Regions from separate parts of the Mus musculus genome. Here all the other regions are linked to region 4. A link is a contact called in public HiChIP or PLAC-seq and promoter capture Hi-C data. All regions are on one chromosome and are shown on one strand. The core of a region is the stretch at or near the end of the contact, and the rest is flanking DNA. Distances in the headings are between cores, read along the strand shown.

Region 1 (3,316 bases), core at 278-2,777, 890 kb after region 4:
AAGGGAGATGAGATCTAGCTATTCTGCAATTTCTCCTCATCAGCATTTCTGTGCTGCCCTCTGGATCTCCTGATCTCTGGAATCTCTCTGCACTATGAGCCTGTTCAGTAAAAGTTCCATGCATTCTTGTCTCAGCTACAATGTGGGACTCCCTCTTCTTGCCTGTGTGGGCTTTCCTTATCTCTATCAATCCAAAGCCTAGAGAGGAATGTGTATCCTTTATCAACCCTACAAGCATGAAGAGATTAATTTAATCCCAGCACTAGGGAGGCAGAGGTAGACAGAGCTCTATAAGATCAAGAAGGACAGCCTGGTCTGTTGTGATCATAAAAAGAGAGCGAGCTATAAGAATATGTTCTGGCGGGGTGTGGGGGAAGAGGTTGCCTTAGTGGGCCCATGCCAAGGCATCCCTTCCCCCTGAGGGACCAGACCACACTGGTATAGTATAGAATAGTTTATTTAGGGCATGGGGAAGGCAGTTAAGAGAGTAGCAGAGGCAGAGAGAAGGAGAGAGTAAAGAAGTAGGGGCTGGCCATGGCGACGTGAAGAGAGAGGGGAAGGGAATAAAGAGCAAAGGGAAAGAGGCAAGAGAGTAAGAGAGTAAGAGAGAGAGGAGGGGCCAAGCAGCCCCTTTTATAGAGCCAGGACTACCTGACTGTTGCCAGGTAACTGTGGGGCGGAGCATACTTGGCTTCTGCCAGGAACTGTGGGGGTGGAGTTTAGAGAGATACCAACATGGTCTACCTATCAAGGTCAGAGCCAGGCAGGGCTACATAGTTAGACTGTCTCAAGAAAAAAAAAAAAAAAGATGCCACAATGTATCTACTTAGTACAGACAAAGGTATTGGTGAACAACAAACACAAGACATACATAAACAACACAATGATAGTTATAAATCTTATTAATGATTAAATTAAATGTAAGTGGCATAAACCCTACAATTAAAAGGTAGAACTTGGCAAGATGGCGTTCAAAAGGCATGATCTAATTGCATGTTGCCCCTAAGAGGTTCATTTTGGAATATAAAGTAATGATATGAGTGGGAAAGAATAGACAGTGCAAATAGTAACCGAGAGTAGGATGGCTGAACATAGTGTTGTGTGCACCTTATATCCCAACCTTAAGAGTCAGAAAGATCCCTACAAATTTCAGGCCGGGGGGAGTTTGCATTGTAAATTCCAGTGAGGCAAAGCAACATAGCAAGACCCTGTGTCAAATCAAATAAAAGTAAAGAGGGATGGGGAGAGGATGGGCAAGAGGGAGAGTTGTATTACTATTGGGTGAAACAGGTTCGAACCTTGCCTCCGCTTATATGTTGCGCAGGCTGACAACTATTATCAGTCATCTCGCTATTTGGCTAAACCGAAGAAAATCCTTCCATTTTGGAGACCCCAGTCCTCAGCTTGCAGAAACCAGCCCCAATCAGGTACTGCCGCGCGGAGGCGTGGTGTATCTAGGGACTTGTAGTCCATGCGGCGGAACTCGCAGTCCCGGCAGGCACTGCGGTGGCCTCCGCTGGGCTACGTGGCTCGGCAGTCTGCGCCTGCGCAGGCAGGTGGGGCAAGATGGCTGCGGTGCGAGGCGTGCGGGTTGTCGGAAGCTCACCGGGTCTCTTGCTGGGGAGAGGGATGCGGGCCTTCCTGCTACTGCTGTGGCTTGCAGCCCGCGGAAGCGCGCTGTATTTCCACATCGGAGAAACAGAAAAGAAGTGCTTCATTGAGGAGATTCCGGACGAGACCATGGTCATCGGTGCGGGGGCGCAGGGAAGCGTTTGGGACAAGTCAGTGGTCCTGGGGCGGAGGGGGATGCGACCTGTTCCGGGTAGCTAGCCTGGCCGCGAACCCCGCACCTCTTCGAGCTTATTTCATCTTCCTTTTTCCGCCTGTCTCCAGGAAATTACCGGACGCAGCTGTATGACAAACAGCGGGAGGAGTACCAGCCAGCCACCCCTGGGCTTGGCATGTTCGTAGAGGTAAAAGACCCCGAGGACAAGGTAAGCTGGCCCTTACCCGCTCCGGTACTTCTTTGTTAGTTTCCTTATCTGTTCGATCGAGAATTTTAGTTGGTGTTGTGGGAAGATACCGGATCTTCTCTAGGAACTTGGGCCGCGGTTTCTGGACAGGTTCAGTTCACAACTTCTCAGTGACCTCTGAGTGACTCCCCCAATTCGGCTGCTTTCCCTAGCCTGTGAAATGGAAGCTCACTTACTCTAGCGATAAGTGTATTAATTGCAGTCAGTGATGGATACCAAAAAGTTGCTAATGCTAAAGTTGTTGTTTAGGCCTTAATTTCACAAAACAGAACACCTTTCAGTTTTGACAAATAATGTTTTAAAGACAAAAGGCAAAATAGTTTTGTTGTCACTAACCATCAGAATAGTTGTGGAAGTTATTTTTGACATCACCATTCATCCAAGCGCCTGGAGAGATGGCTGAGCATCAAGGAAGAGCATTTGCAGCCAGGCAAATGCTCTTAAAGCTGGCCCATGCCTTTAATCCCAGCACTTGGAGGGCAGAGACAGTTGGATCTCTCTGAGTTCCAGGCCAGCCTGGTCAACAGAGTGAGTTTCAGGACACCCAATGCTAACATTCACACAAATAAAGAAAAAAAAATACTTAAAAAAATTAACAGGCATAAAAACAAACAAACAGCCGGGCGGTGGTGGCCTTTAATCCCAGCACTTGGGAGGCAGAGACAGGTGGATTTCTGAGTTCGAGGCCAGCCTGGTCTACAAAGTGAGTTCCAGGACAGCCAGGACTACACAGAGAAACCCTGTCTCGAAAAACCAAAAAAAAACCCCAAAAACTAAAAACAAAACAAAACAGCAACATGGTGGTCATGCTGCCCCTGGAAGGTAGAGGCAGGCCAGCTCCGCCTGGGGAGCAGTTACTCGCCAGCCTGATGTCAGACCCTTCAACCCTGCCCCAGATTGTTGCGATCATTTTATGCCTGTGGCTGAGTACCCTTGGGTCCTTTAGTGCTGTGACGTGCCCAAGGCTCTCCTTGCAGACTCTTGTGGTACTCAGAGCTTTTATCCCCATTTTTTCCTAGTCTCCTGGCAGCATCACTGACTGAAATCCTCCCTGTTATCTATAGGTCATCCTGGCCCGGCAGTATGGCTCTGAGGGCAGGTTCACCTTCACCTCCCACACCCCTGGTGAGCACCAGATCTGTCTTCACTCAAATTCCACCAAGTTCTCCCTCTTTGCCGGAGGGATGCTGGTAAGTAGGTCCATGGGTGACCAAAGGCTTTCAGGCAGTATACCCTGCTTAGGACTGGGCATTTGTACCGTGAGTGTGGCAGGTACTGGATTT
Region 2 (3,501 bases), core at 106-2,605, 640 kb after region 4:
GAACCAAACCCAGGTGTCTTGGAAGCATGCAGTCATTACTGCTGAGCCTTCTGAGCCTCCTCTTGGCTCCTCCCCCTTTCTCTCTCTTTTTTTATTATTTGTTTGTTTGTTTGTTTGTTTTCGAGACAGGGTTTCTCTGTATAGCCGTGGCTGTCCTGGAACTCACTCTGTAGACCAGGCTGGCCTTGAAATCAGAAGGCGTGGACCACCGCGCCCGGCTCCTTTTTGTCTTCTTTTGTGTTACAAATGCAAAGGCTCCCTGGATTGTGTTTAACCCTTGAGATATCTTGGGTCATCTTCTGCACATGGGCCGGGCCTAAATATAAACGGGGGTGTGGGAGGGTGTGGGGGGTGTGGGGGTGGCCTTTAGTGGGAGATATCAGACTTTGTAACTCCTTAAGGAGCTAACAGACAGGGCAGACCATCTCCACACTCCAGCAGATCCTTCTGTGGAAGGGTTTCCTGCTGCGTGAAGCTTGGCAGGCTGTCATAGGGTCCCGTGCTTCCTGAGCATGTCACAGTTTCTGCCAAGTGTTGTCAGTAAAAGGTGCACTTTCAGAGCAGCCCCAGAAGCAGGGGAAGGAGGGCTGCATTGGATGTGGGAGAAGCCACTCACTACTTGTCTTAGGGTTTTACTGCTGTGAAGAAACATCACGACCAAGGTAACTTTTTTTTTTTAAAGAATTATTTCTTTTATGTATACAAGTACATTGTAGGTGACTTCCAGCACACCAGAAGAGGGCAACAGATGGTTGTGAGCCACCATGTGGTTGCTAGGAATAGAGCTCAGAACTAAGAGCAGTCAGTGCTCTTAACTGTTGAGCCATCTCTCAAGCCCCAACCAAGGTAGCTCTTATAAAAGACATTTATTGGGGCTGGTTTACAGCTTCTGGGATTCAGTCAATTATCATCGTGGTGGGAAGCATGGCAGCATCCAGGCAGGCACAGCACTGGAGGAGCTGAGAGTTCTACTTGTTCCAAAGGCAGACAGGAGAAGACTGGCTTCTAGGCAGCTAGGAGGAGGGTCTCTGTTGTGTCCGGCCAGCCGACTACATGTTTGGGTTCTAGGCTGGAAAGGCATTTTGGAAACCTGGAAGAGAAGAAAGGCTAGGCGGGCAAGAAAAAGATGCAGCTAAGACAATCATTCTGATCAAAGCTCAATTTTACTATTCCACACGCAGTGATGAAGCAGGGGAAGGGGGCCTGATTCCTGCCAAATAATCTTGGGATCCAGTAGCAGGGTAACCACGTGATGGCTTCAGAACTACAAAGCAGCAAGCTCCAGCAGTGGGCAAGGCAGAAAGATTGAGCAGCAAGCTCCACCCCTGAGCAAGCAGGTTTCAGGCTGGGGGAGGTTACAGGTCTCAAAGCCCACACCCACAGTGACACACTTCTTCCAACAAGGCCACACCTCCTAACAGTGCCACTCCCTGAGCCAAACACATTCAAACTACCACACTACTATAAGGGCAGGAGAACAAAGGGTTAAGGGTCAGTGCCACACCAACTCCAGTAGGATCTGTGTGACAAGTTCCACAGACTGAGGCCATAGACCTCAATAGGGGGAGACCTGCTAGAACCAGTTGTGGAACTCTTTGCAGAAGAAAAATTATTAAGCTGTAGTTCTCTTGGCAACTTATCTGTTTTGGTTTTGGTTTTGGTTTTGGTTTTTTTGAGACAGGGTTTCTCTGTGTAGCCCTGGCTGTCCTGGAACTCACTCTGTAGACCAGGCTGGCCTCGAACTCAGAAATCTGCCTGCCTCTGTCTCCCAAGTGCTGGGATTAAAGGCATGAGCCAACACACCCGGCAAATTATCTCTTTTATGTTTTCTGTTCCTTTTCCTATATACGAGATGTTTCTGATAGCTTAGGCTAAGATTTTTTTTTTTTTAAGATTTATTTTATTTTATGTATGTGAGTACACTGTAGCTGAACAGATGGTTGTGAGCTTTCATGTGGTTGTTGGGAATTGAATTTTTAGGACCTCTGCTCACTCTGGTCTGCCCCGCTCAATCCATTCAACTCTACTCTCTCAGGCCCAAAGATTTATTATTATACATAAGTACACTGTAGCTGTCTTCAGACGTGCCAGGAGAGAGTGTAAGATCTCATTATGGGTAGTTGTGAGCCACCATGTGGTAGCTAGGATTTGAACTCAGGACCTTCAGAAGAGTAGTCAGTGCTCTTACCCATTGAGCCATCTCACCAGCCCCTAGGCTATGATCTTAAACAAGTATTATGGCTATAAAATCATGTATAAGATAGTATTGATAGATAAAAATTTTTCCAACAATAATATTTTATATGCCTACACGTGTCATTGGAAATAGGCTTTGGTATATTGTTAAGAAAGCCTTAAATTAAAATAATTAGAAAAAAAAACAAAAATAAAAAAAGAGCCAGGCAGTAGTGGCACACGCTTTTAATCCCAGCTTTTGGGAGGCAGAGGCAGGTGGATTTCTGAGTTCGAGGCCAGCCTGGTCTACAAAGTGAGTTCCAGGACAGCCGGGCTACACAGAGAAACTCTGTCTCGAAAAAAAAAAAATAATAATAAAAAGTTTAAATTTATGCTTTGATAATATACAGAAAAACAGGAAGTAGATGTTAGACAATAACTGATCATAAAAATTCATTAGTTTATTCTTGGAAATTTGCCACTAGCCTTAGATGATTTTTATATTTTGATGCACCAAATGATCATAATAATGTCTGTTCTACTTGGCTGTTTTATTGAAAACACCCTTTTTGAGGTTGTAATATTTGGATGATTTTGTATTTTGCTGTATCAAATGATTATTGCAATGTCCCTTCTATTATACAGCTTCACTGAACACAGCTTTTCAGAGTTGTAACATCTGTTTCTCTATGCATAAAACCCTTGCTCAAGAGCTGCAAAATACCCTCAGATTCAAGCTGCCTCTGTGTTTGTTTCTGTTTGTCACAGCCAAATAATATCCAAGGGACCCCCATCCCCGGTTGGGGTGGTCCACGGCAGGCCAGGGCTCTAGCATCAGATGCTCTGAGAAGCTAGGTTGTTGCCTGCATCCTCACTCCCCACAGAGTCGGGGTGGCATCTAGTTTTACTGCCTATCCTGTCCCCAGTCCTCTGGCTGGTCTCGAACTCAGAATTCCACCTGCCTCTGCCTCTCAAGTGTTGGGATTAAAGGCGTGTTCCACCACTCTTAAACAAACAAACAGAAAGCACCGATTTCCTTTTCTCTGGAGACAGGGACCCAGCACCCCCAGGCATGTCTCCCTCGAAGGAGAGAATGGGGGAACTCACAGCCTTCTCATTACAGGACTCCAAAGAAAACCGGGGCATCAAGCTTTTAAATTGTCTGCTTCTGTTTGCAGACAGACACTAACTTGATTTGGGGGTACATGCTTCCAAATAGTCACCCCAAGTCTGCCACGCCCTCCGGTCGAGTCAGCTTGACAGGCTGAAAAAGTCTGTAAGCACTCAAGAGTTTCAAGGAAGCTCACCTCCTGGAGTTTTGGCATT
Region 3 (3,041 bases), core at 217-2,716, 660 kb after region 4:
TCACTTCTTTTCTCCCCTTGGACAACCTACACTCCTTGGTGTAGACATTGCACAACACTGTTACCACACCAAGGCAATAACATCTCTGGCTCCCTGCTCTCTAAAGGCAAAGGCCACAGCCAGTAAGTTCAGTGTAGATATAGCTAACAAGACTCTCAACCTAGCACAGAGAAAGGTAACTAGGACTGTTAAATATCTTGAAGGGGGGTTCTCCCATTGCTAACCAGGAGGCATCGGGTGTATCAAGGGAATTGATAAGAGTGGAGATCAGAAAGATCAGTTGAAATACTGTTTATTCTATTCGGTGGCTATATACTACCTCAGCATAAAGTCACGAAATCTATTCATTCCAAACACCTTGTTTGAGAACTAAATCTGGTAAGGTTTGGCAAGGTCAGTACCCTACACACAGTAAAATAGGCCGTAAGGATAAAGTTTCGCCCTTCCCTCGATTAAGTGGGTTCGATTTAGTCTGACAACTCCACTCATTTCTTGTTCTATGACTTCAGGGATGTTCAACTCTGCACCTTGGCTTCTTGCTTCGTAAGCCATCAAAAAAGCAGACATCATTACTTACCTTGTGTGATTTCTGAAGAAAGAGGTGAAAGTGTTTTAAGAGTCACGCACACTTTCTGACATACAGTAACTATACAAGTCGCTCTGAACGATCTGTGCGACCAGGACAGAAAAATCGGCAGGACAAGAAAAAAAAGGAGCACGTGTATCTACTAAGCTTGGTTGCTGACGAGGCAGGGACTACTGTGTCAGTGAACGGTCATGTTCAGCCTCTTGGGAGAGCCTCACCTGGTGGTTCCAGATCGAGCCCTCTTTGCTGCGCTCGTCCGGGGTCAGGCGCACGTACTGGCTCGTCAGCATCGTGCTGCCTTGGAAGTCCCAGAGCGGCATGGAACTGGAACCGACCCCTGTGGGCAGAGACGGACGTGGACAGGTGCTCAGAGGGCCGCGCCAGAAATCTACTGCGCTGCGCTGCTCTGCTCGACAGAACGGGCCATGCCCTCCTCCATCCCACTTCGGCCCGCGTCCTCACCCTCAGCTACAGGCCTCCCTCACCTTGGTAGGGCTTGATGAGCGAGTGCTCCCGCTTGAGGTGTTCGCTGTTGCCGTCGGTGATATCCGCAGCCACCGGCCCCAGCAACAGAAGCAAATGTAGAAATGTCGTGGGGCTCGGGCCGGGGCCAGGAAGCCCAGGCCTCCCTGGGCACCGCTGACCCCAGCCCCAGCCCCAGCGCCAAAGCCAGGCCTCGGCCGCCATTCTCCTTGTTCTCTCGGCCACTTCCGCCCTAAGACTTCCGCCTTCCGGGTGTCTTTTCTAATGGTCTCCGGCCGGAAGCCCTCCAAACTAGGATCACAGGAGAGTTAAGAAGGAAAGCCTCGCCGCCAGCGGGATGGCAGCCTTATTGGCTGGCCAGCCTCCTATCCCAGTAGAGCGCGGCTCCATAACTTTGGAGGTTCCTGGTCGCCTGACAGCCGGCCACGGCCGAGGGTTCTCATGAGCGACAAGGGGATCCAACCAATCATGGAGCAGCACGTTAGGCTTGCAGGCCAACGAAATGCAGAGGTCTCTCCTGGGACGGGGGAAAGCGAGCAGCGTCGTCGAAGCGGAGCATGCTGGAACTTGTAGTTTCGCGGTCTGCTTGTGCAAGCCGAGCACCCTGCTCAGTCCTAAGCTTCTGAAAAGATGGTGACTTTGAAGTGACCTTTCCAGTACAGTGGGAAAGCCTCACTGGAGTGACTCGGTGGGTGGGGCAAATCCTTTAGGCCACCTCAAGCTAGTACCACGCCTCTGGAGACTTAAAAGAGGCCAGTTATTTGAGGACCTCCTCTACCCCGCAATGACTCCAGCAGTCAGATAGAAGCAGGAGGAGCAGATCAGATTCTGACCTGGAACCTCAGGGAACGCCGGAAGACATCTGACTCCAAAAAGTATCAGTTCTTGTTGACACACCAAGTGTGTGTGGAAGGACCCAGGACAACTGGCTCCGGATAGTTGAACACTGTGGTCTCTAGCCCAGATACCATTCTATTGTACCTATTAATCTACTTAGGAAAAAGTTTAGTTGCCAGTACTATTTTTATTTTTTTTTAAAAAAAAAAAAGGAGCTTAAATTTACCTTAGAAATCCTGATTTCAGGGGCTGCAGAGATGGCCCAAGGATTAGGCGTACTTACTGCACCAGGCTGGCCTTGAACTCACAAAGATCTACTCGCCTCTCCTTTCTAAGCACTGGAATTAAAGACATGTGCTATTTATGCATGCCTTCCAATATACTTTAAATCATCTCTAGATTACATGTAACACTTAACAAATTGTATGTAATAGTGATGTTGATAGGAAACCCCAAAAAAGTTTGTGTTCAGTAAAAAGTGTGCTGGCTAGTTTTGTTTTGGTTTTGATTTTGGTTTTTTGAGACAGGGTTTCTCTGTATAGCCCTGTCTATCCTGGAACTCACTCGACAGACCAGGCTGGCCTCAAACTCAGAAATCTGCCTGCCTCTGCCTCCCAAGTGTTGGGATTAAAGGTGTGCACTATCACCGCCCAGCAGAAGTGTGCTGGCTAGTTTTATGTCAACGTTTCACAAGCTAGAAAGGAAGGAACATTTGAGTTGAGAAAATGCCTCCATAAGATCTGGCTATAGGGCTGGAGAGATGGCTCAATGGTTAAGCGCACTAACTGCTCTTCCAGAGATCCTGAGTTCAATTCCCAGCAACCACATGGTGGCTCACAACCATCTGTAATGAGATCTGATGCCCTCTTCTGGTGTGTCTAAAGACAGTGTTAGTGTCCTCATATAAATTAAATAAATAAATCTTTAAAAAAAGATCTGGCTATAGGACATTTCCTTAATTAGTGATTGATGCTGCAGTAAGGTCCACTCCATGGTGGGTTGTGCAATCTCTGGGCTGGTAGTCCTGGGTTCTATTAAAAAACAAGCTGAGCAAACCAGTAAACAGCACCCTTCAACAGTCTCTGTATCAGCTCCTGCCTCCTCCAAGTTCCTGTCCTGTTTGAGTTCCTGTCCT
Region 4 (3,409 bases), core at 854-3,353:
TTTATTCTGGTGGTATCCAGCATCCGTGAGACACAATGTAAAGCACACAGTAGGTTGAAGTGGAAACTTTTGGTTTCTTTGGAAAGTCAGTCATGTCAAATAATGTTCTGCCGGGGCACACAGATGAAAGGCTGTTCTGCTAAAGCAGACACATGAAAGGACGCATGATGTTTAGAAAGATGATAAATATGACTCCACAGACACTGGGAGCTCGAGCATTGACTGGTTCCACCTCACTCGCTAGTCTTCGCTGACGACCTTCATGTATTGGTTGGCCTTACATTGTGTTGGTGAGCTTTGCTTGTGGTGGAAAGAAACTCGTCTAAGAACTCCTGAGGTTTCTTGTGGCTTCTTGCAGCTTCAGCAAGCTCCAGCCCGTTGGTGAGACTCCCAGTTTCTTTTGATTCGTGTGTGATGTCTGTTGAGTGGACTGGACTGCAGCTGCTGATTGGGGTTTGGTGTTTCCTCGTGGACTGAACTAAGGAGAAAGAAGATTGGAAGATCCCAAAGAACTGTTTCTAAACAGGCCCACTTCCAGGGGCTGGAGAGATGGCTCAGCGGTTAAGAGCATTGACTGCTCTTCCAGAGGCCATGAGTTCAATTCCCAGTAACCACATGGTGGCTCACAACCATCTATAATGGGATCTGATGCCCTCTTCTGGTGTGTCTGAAGACAGCTACAGTGTATTCATATACATAAAATAAAAAAATAAATCTAAAACAAAAAAAGGTCCACTTCCCCATATCCTTTTTTTTGTTTGTTTTTTGTTTTTTGAGACAGGGTTTCTCTGTGTAGCCCTGGCTGTCCTGGAACTCACTCTGTAGACCAGGCAGGCTGGCCTTGAACTCAGAAATCCACCTGCCTCTGCCTCCCGAGTGCTGGGATTAAAGGCATGTGCTAACATGCCCACTCACTTCCCCATATTCTAATAAACTTTCCTACTACCTCTGGTGGGTGGTGGGCTAGAGGGGAGGTTGAACCCTTATGGAAGTAGGTTGTGAAAAATACATGCCCACACTAGGTGCTCAGCAAATACAGATTCTCCTCCTTCCTCAGAGACGTGAGGCCAGCCTTCAATGGGACCTTGCAGAACCATGAGCTCTTTGGGTAGATTGGTGCTTCCTGAGAACCCGCAGCAGCACACCAGGATTGCACAGGGATGCCTCGGTCTCCAGAGCGAACAGCAGCCACTCAGCCAGGAAGGGGCGCACGGCTGGTGAGCTGCAGCATGGGCCTCCTTCCTACTATGAGGTAAGATGAAATGAACTTGGGGACCTGTTCCCCCGAGGGAGGCCACCACTGGGAGTGTGTGGAGCCCCTGGGGCAGTGTGTGATCCTGCCCTTTGATTTTGTTTGTTTGTTTGTTTGTTTGTTTGTTTGTTTTGTTTTCATTTGTTTTTTGAGACGGGGTTTCTCTGTCTAGCCCTGGCTGCCCTGGGACTAGCTCTGTAGACCAGGTTGGCCTCAACTCAGATATCTCCCTGCCTCTACTTCCCAAGTCCTGGGATCAAAGGCACCACTGCCTGGCTTGTTTTTGTTTCTTTGAGATAACATCTTATTATGTCTGGTTTAAAACTGGTTATAGAGACCAGCTAGGCCTGGTACTCACAGGGATCCACCTGCCTCTGTCTTCTGAGTGCTGGGATTAAGGACATATGCCACTATGCCCAGTGTTGGCCCTGCCCTTTGATGTCCTGCTTAGAGGGGACAAATACAGGGCTGAAAAGGCCTTGTTGGAACTGCAGGGTGGGTACCCCTTCATGCCGGCCTCGGGGCTTGGCCTGAGGGCTCAAGGGCTTGATAGCTGTCAAGTCTCTTCATCCCAAGAGATCTCCCCACACCGCTTTCTCTACAGGTCCCCACTGAAGATGAGCCAGGAGAGGACAGAAGGTCCTGACATGACCTCTGACTGTCACCACCTCTTGCTTGCAGTGAGACCCTGGGCTGGGCATTTGCCCCTTCTCTGTCACTGGGCCTGCCTATTCCTCCAGGGTTTTGCCTGCTCTGGTCACAGCCAGTGCCTTCTGAGGAGGTGTGGTCTCTGCATGGTTAATGATTGCTCAGAAGAGGTGGAGATGGTGCCAAAGTCTGCGCTGTGTTCTGCCGGCCCCAGACGGCGCCCACCTGTGACTGGTGTACATCACTGCCTCTGGGCCCCTTCCAGGGGCTGTCCAGATCAGCTGCTTCTGGGGGGGCTCTTAGCCCGAGGGTAAGCCTGGGTGGGGGGCTGTCCTTGGGATTGAGGCAAACTTTGAGTTCTTTCAGACTCAGTTTCCTGGCATCTGGAGTATGGAGGGAACACCAAGGGGAAGAGCTAGCTGTGGCGTTAGCTACTTGTCATGGGGAGGGCGGGAATTGATGAAGCTACCCGTGAAGCCTGTTTCTTCTAGAATGTAGGGTAAGATCTCCTCTCTAGGCAGTGGCAACCTCCTGTTTGCCTTCCTAAGTCCCTGAGAAGTGAATTGGCTACCTCATCTGTTACCTAAAAGGAGAAGATGAGGAAGATGGCTGAATCTGTCCCGGAGCCTGAGGAGGAAAGGCTGGCTCCACTCCGCCAGGCTCAGATCTTCATTCAGCTCCATGCAGACTTTGAGTGAGCTGCTGACTGCTTTTGGGCCTCAGTCTTTGCGTCTGTGGAGTGGGCACAGTACTAGTAGCCCCTGGAGGGCTCGTGAATCAGATATGGCAGGGTACGGAGGCTGTCCCTCTCAGACTCAGAGATCAAACGCTAGGTCACCTCAGGGAGGACTAACGATGCTGGTCCCAACCCTAACTTAGTCCTTGTCCTGGTCACAGGGTAAAGACTCAGCCAGGCCAGCTTGTGTCTTCAAACAGGACTTACATGCTGACTGGTCCCAGGTAGCATATCAGAGAATAATGACATTCCCCTGACCAGCCTAGGCCATAGCCTGCTCTCACCTCATTCCTCAGAGGAAAACCAAAGCTGAGGACAAGGGAGGCTCGCCCAGTGCTGGACAGACAGTATGTGAAATGCTAAAATCCTAACTTGGGGCCTGATCCATACCCGTCTCTCAGAGGAAGCAGCCAGGAGGGCGGGCACCATCTCTGGCTACAGGAAGCCCGGTATCCCTGGAAACTTAAAGGTCCCTGGGTCCGTATCTTGGGGAGCTGGATCACTTGGCTGGGCTGGTGGAATTAGGAGAGACCTTTGTTAGGCTCAGCAGAATGGTACCTGGGTCTAGCCTTGCCTGCAGCTGGTGATTGACCTTCTATCTTTGTTGTTGACTGTCCCTCTGATCTGATCTCTGTTTTCTTAGGGCAATGGAGAGTAACTGTGAGGTAGCTGCTTCCTTCCTGTGAGGCAGCTGTGGGAAGGAAGCAGAAGCGAAAGGAAGGGCTCAGGGAGCTGTGGAGGCTGAGGCAGGGTGGGGTGGCTGTGGGGTTAGC
Region 5 (3,492 bases), core at 98-2,597, 810 kb after region 4:
GGGAGAGCATCAAATACCATGTCAAAGTAGGGAAGTTGGGAGTGCCTCTCTACTCTCCACCTAGTTGGGAGTCCTGGTAGTTAAGTGTCCATTTGGACCTGGATACTCCTGCCTTATTGGTCCTGGCTTGCTCCTGCTGTTTCCTCCCATGATCCTCTGGAAACCTGAGCACCCAAGAACCCTTGGGGAGTTTGTTCCCCCACCTAGGCTCACCCGAGAGATAGAGAGGGGCACATTGAAGTCCTTGCCCCCTTGCAGACGGAAGCCCCAAGGGGCTGGCCCTTCCAGCACCACCTTGAAGGAATCCATCGTGCCTGCTCCTGTGAGGAAGAAGAGAAAGTGTCTGCAATGCAAATTGGCAGGCAGGTCCAGATCTGGGCACTAGCGTTGGCCAGGCACCAAGAAGGCACGGGCGGACGCTCAACACACACAGGCACTGGGAGGCAGGTATCTCAGCTGGCTTGGCTGGGCTCCTGGCAGGCCGACCTCTCACAGACAACAGACAAGGTGGTTCCCCACCCTGCCCCCTGCCACCGGGAGGGCCTGGAGAGGCCTCTCCGAGCTCAGGTGCTTTTCTCTTCCAGGGGTTGGCTGTGGGGCTAATTGGCACTGCTTTGCCCAAGCTAACCTGGAATCTCAGGAGGGTGGCGGGGTGAGTCAGGGGCCAGCTCCCCCTCCTTCCCCGGGTCCCGGCAGGCAGGCCGCCGCCGGAGCCTGCTCGGACTATATAAGGCGTGTAAGCTGACACTGTAGAGAGCCCGAGGAGGGAGCACGTTAGGGGCTCGGGATATGAGGGGGAGGGGTGGAGAAGGAGGACGCTGGAGCGGGTCCTAGCCATTTTGGGACAGGTCGAGGCTGCTGGTGGTCAGGGCGGGACCCCTGGTCTCTGAAAGGGGAAAAGAAAAACGGGGTACTGGTCCTGTAGAGAGCGACGGGGGCCGTGTCCCTTACGCACGGCCAGAGAGGGGATCCTTTCTGGAAGCCAGAGAAAGTGGTGCCACCCACGCACGATGCTCCCTTGCCAACATGACTCTGTTTCCCTTCGTCTCCCGCCCCAGCCCCGCGCTTGGCCGCGTCCCCACCGCACACAGTGGCGCAGGCGCCAATCAGCCCCACTTCGCCGCAGGAAGGCGGGGGCGGAGGCTGCGGCCGAAGCCAGCCGAGGGAATCTGGCACTCTTCACGACCACCCACGCCCTCCCCAGCGCCTCAGCGGGCCATAGGACCCCGTAGGGTGCAGGCCAGGAACCCCCTCGCGGACGCCGGTACCTGAGTGCCCGCCTGGGCCGCTGCCTGGCAGCCTCCGGGAGCAGCGATGGGATCCGCCGCTGCGCTCTGACCCCGCCTCCGCGGACGCCGCGCCTTTTGAGCCCGCGGAAGGGGGCGGAGCCCTAGGCCACGCCCTCCCCAGGCCAAACGAGTGGACATCCCGGGGTCGGTGGGAGGCCCCACCCAGTCAAAAAACCCTGAGTCTCCAGGAGAGGGAAGGTGAGATCGGGCACTTACCCTCGCCAGTCGGGTCGCTGCCCAGCCTGTGCCCCGCTTCAGGCTCTCGCCCAAGCCCCTTGCGCCTCCCACTGGCGGAGTGGAGGAAAGCATCCGTTTGAAACCCCAGAGTTGATTGATCTCTCACCGTATTCTCTTGTAGAGGAAAATGGCATGGTAACACTTTTCTGTTAGGGATACTGTTAGAGGTCAATATTGTCAGCATCATCAGATTTCAGATTCTCTAGGAACTGGAGAAGCGAGATAGGGTAGTTTCAAGTTAGGCTTCCTGGTGTTCGGGATGTAGCTTAGTGGTGGAGCTCAGTAGCTAAGCTCTCTGGAGGCCCTTGTTTCAGTCCTCAACACCAAACCCAACCAAAGGCTTGCAGGATATAACAAACAAGTAAATACATACATAGTAAGAGCCAACGGGGGCGGGCTTAGCGCCACTTGTTGTCTGACGGTGTAAGTAGAGTCCACAGCCATGGGACTTCCACCCAGAGCCCCCAGAACCACTATTGGAATGGATTGTTTCCCATTTAACCCCAGTCCAGAGTACACAGTTCTTCCAATGCGGTTGGGATGGAAGGGGCTGCCACGGAGTGTTCTCAGAGCCCCTGCTTTAGCCTCGGTCTTAGCCAAGGGTGGGCAGAAGGAAAAGCTGAGCTCTCCTGAATGTTTGAGTCAGTAGAGAGGTGCACAGCCTCCCCTTGCCCAGCCCCCCCATCATCACACCCCCTCTTCCCCATCATTGTCCCAAGTACATAAATTCTTATGGGAGTTGTCATCCTTGAAGAAATCCTCTTCAGGTGGGTCTCTGAGTTCAAGGCCAGACTGACTGATCTATGTAGTGAGTTCCAGGACAGCCAAGGCTACACAGAGAAACCGTGTCTCGAAAAACTGAAGAAAAAAAAAAACCAAAAAAACAAAACCACCCTCTTTAGCTATCTGCTATGCTTCTGTCTCCATCACGTTTCCCTCTTTGTCCCTCGTCCCCTATACTATTGACTCTTTCTCCAGGTCTTCTATGACCTCAATTAAGTCAGCTGCAGCCTTCAGGTTTCATCCTGTTCTGACAGGAATGCTGGTCTACACCAGGTTGATCAGGGGTTTTTTCTTTTTCCATTCCTTCATTTCTATCTTCTTCTTCCCACCCCCACCCCCCCAGATACAGCGCCTTCTTCTGACCTCTCTAGGCATCTGGTGCACACATAGCGCACATATGCATGCAGGGAAAACGCCCATACGCATAAAATAAGGTCTCCTTGGGTAGACTGGCTTGAACTTGCATGGGTTCCCAGATCTTCCAGCTCTTCCCTCCGGAGGGCTGAGATCATACCAAGCCCAGCAGCTTCCTCATCTAAAATCCCAATCTTTCTAGCTTCAAGGCTTCCTTCCCTCTATAACACTTCATCGGCCTCCAGTCTTTGGCCATTTGGTCATGAAACTCACACCTTAAGAGCCCTTACTCTCCTTTGGCTTTCAATAACACTGAAAATGGTCAGCCCGAGCTCTTTCCTCAAGAACTGCAGACACCAATAATGTATACCTTGTCTACGTGTCTGCCAGGAAGGTTTCTCAAACAATCCAAGTTTGTGCTTTCTTCTCACTCCTTCCTGGTCTCAGCCAATGACATCATTCACCTGGTTGGTTCCGCAGAACCTATGAAATTATATGTCTCTTCTCATCTACATCATCTCCCGATGTTCTCACAGCTAACCCTTGCTGCTGTTTCACCCATACACATAAAATAAGGTCTCCTTGTGTAGACTGGCTTGAACAGCAGCAGCTAACTCTTGCTGCTGTTTCACCTCCATCGAATGCTTCAACACCTACGAGCCTCCTTGCTGACCGCCCCGCTATCACCCTTGCCTCCCCCCACCCCACCCCCCAGTCTTCTTGCCGTTGCGGATGTGATATTCTTAAAACAGAGATCACACTTCATCTTTTTAGCATTCCAGTGGGCTCACACTCGATTTAAAATAAAACTAAAATCCTTAAGACCTAC

The links. Promoter capture Hi-C pulls out the DNA fragments that hold promoters and counts their contacts. HiChIP or PLAC-seq counts read pairs in DNA pulled down with a chosen protein or histone mark. Capture Hi-C pulls out chosen DNA fragments and counts their contacts.
Region 1: a promoter capture Hi-C map of pre-B cells shows a contact between it and region 4. The contact joins the promoter of Tmed9 here to the promoter of Cdhr2 in region 4. A contact is called at or near these places in 6 of 39 promoter capture datasets (embryonic stem cells, hippocampal neurons, liver and 2 more), 4 of 484 Hi-C or Micro-C datasets (B cells, CD4 T cells, LSK cells and 1 more), 1 of 115 datasets of contacts at active chromatin or transcription factors (bone marrow-derived dendritic cells) and 1 of 9 other capture datasets (liver).
Region 2: a contact with region 4 is called in an H3K27ac HiChIP or PLAC-seq map of embryonic stem cells, with 4 times the contacts expected there. The contact joins the enhancer-like site here to the promoter of Cdhr2 in region 4. A contact is called at or near these places in 2 of 39 promoter capture datasets (the HPC-7 cell line and cranial neural crest), 1 of 484 Hi-C or Micro-C datasets (embryonic stem cells) and 6 of 115 datasets of contacts at active chromatin or transcription factors (the 230-238 cell line, astrocytes, embryonic forebrain and 3 more).
Region 3: a promoter capture Hi-C map of adipose tissue shows a contact between it and region 4, with 2.2 times the contacts expected there. The contact joins the promoter of Lman2 here to the promoter of Cdhr2 in region 4. A contact is called at or near these places in 10 of 39 promoter capture datasets (the C10 cell line, cranial neural crest, embryonic stem cells and 5 more), 3 of 484 Hi-C or Micro-C datasets (CD4 T cells, CD8 T cells and muscle stem cells), 5 of 115 datasets of contacts at active chromatin or transcription factors (the SCID.adh cell line, embryonic stem cells, extraembryonic endoderm stem cells and 1 more) and 1 of 9 other capture datasets (adipose tissue).
Region 5: a promoter capture Hi-C map of liver shows a contact between it and region 4, with 2.1 times the contacts expected there. The contact joins the promoter of Pdlim7 here to the promoter of Cdhr2 in region 4. A contact is called at or near these places in 5 of 39 promoter capture datasets (the SN4741 cell line, hippocampal neurons, liver and 1 more), 4 of 484 Hi-C or Micro-C datasets (B cells and embryonic stem cells), 2 of 115 datasets of contacts at active chromatin or transcription factors (extraembryonic endoderm stem cells and pancreatic cancer cells) and 1 of 9 other capture datasets (liver).

What each region holds. Positions count from the first base shown.
Region 1 is chr13:55,591,608-55,594,923 of GRCm38.p6, forward strand. It overlaps Tmed9 (transmembrane p24 trafficking protein 9), which reads left to right and starts at 1,528. Exons shown (of 5, transcript NM_026211.3): 1 at 1,528-1,750; 2 at 1,894-1,994; 3 at 3,098-3,223. The coding sequence starts at 1,567.
Region 2 is chr13:55,338,101-55,341,601 of GRCm38.p6, forward strand. No RefSeq gene overlaps it. Among named protein-coding and RNA genes, the nearest start is that of Mxd3, 10 kb to the left of the region's middle. Within about 2 kb of position 1,356, at least 40 of the 459 cell types and tissues checked have an H3K27ac peak or open chromatin away from gene starts, as enhancers often do. A contact at or near this core is called in embryonic stem cells and extraembryonic endoderm stem cells, where this site is marked.
Region 3 is chr13:55,361,317-55,364,357 of GRCm38.p6, forward strand. Lman2 (lectin, mannose-binding 2) reads right to left here and starts at 1,467. Exons shown (of 8, transcript NM_025828.3): 1 at 1,072-1,467; 2 at 805-923. The coding sequence starts at 1,273.
Region 4 is chr13:54,699,360-54,702,768 of GRCm38.p6, forward strand. It overlaps Cdhr2 (cadherin-related family member 2), which reads left to right and starts at 2,104. Exons shown (of 32, transcript NM_001033364.3): 1 at 2,104-2,210.
Region 5 is chr13:55,512,099-55,515,590 of GRCm38.p6, forward strand. It overlaps Pdlim7 (PDZ and LIM domain 7), which reads right to left and starts at 1,348. Exons shown (of 13, transcript NM_001114088.2): 1 at 1,269-1,348; 2 at 214-320. The coding sequence starts at 309.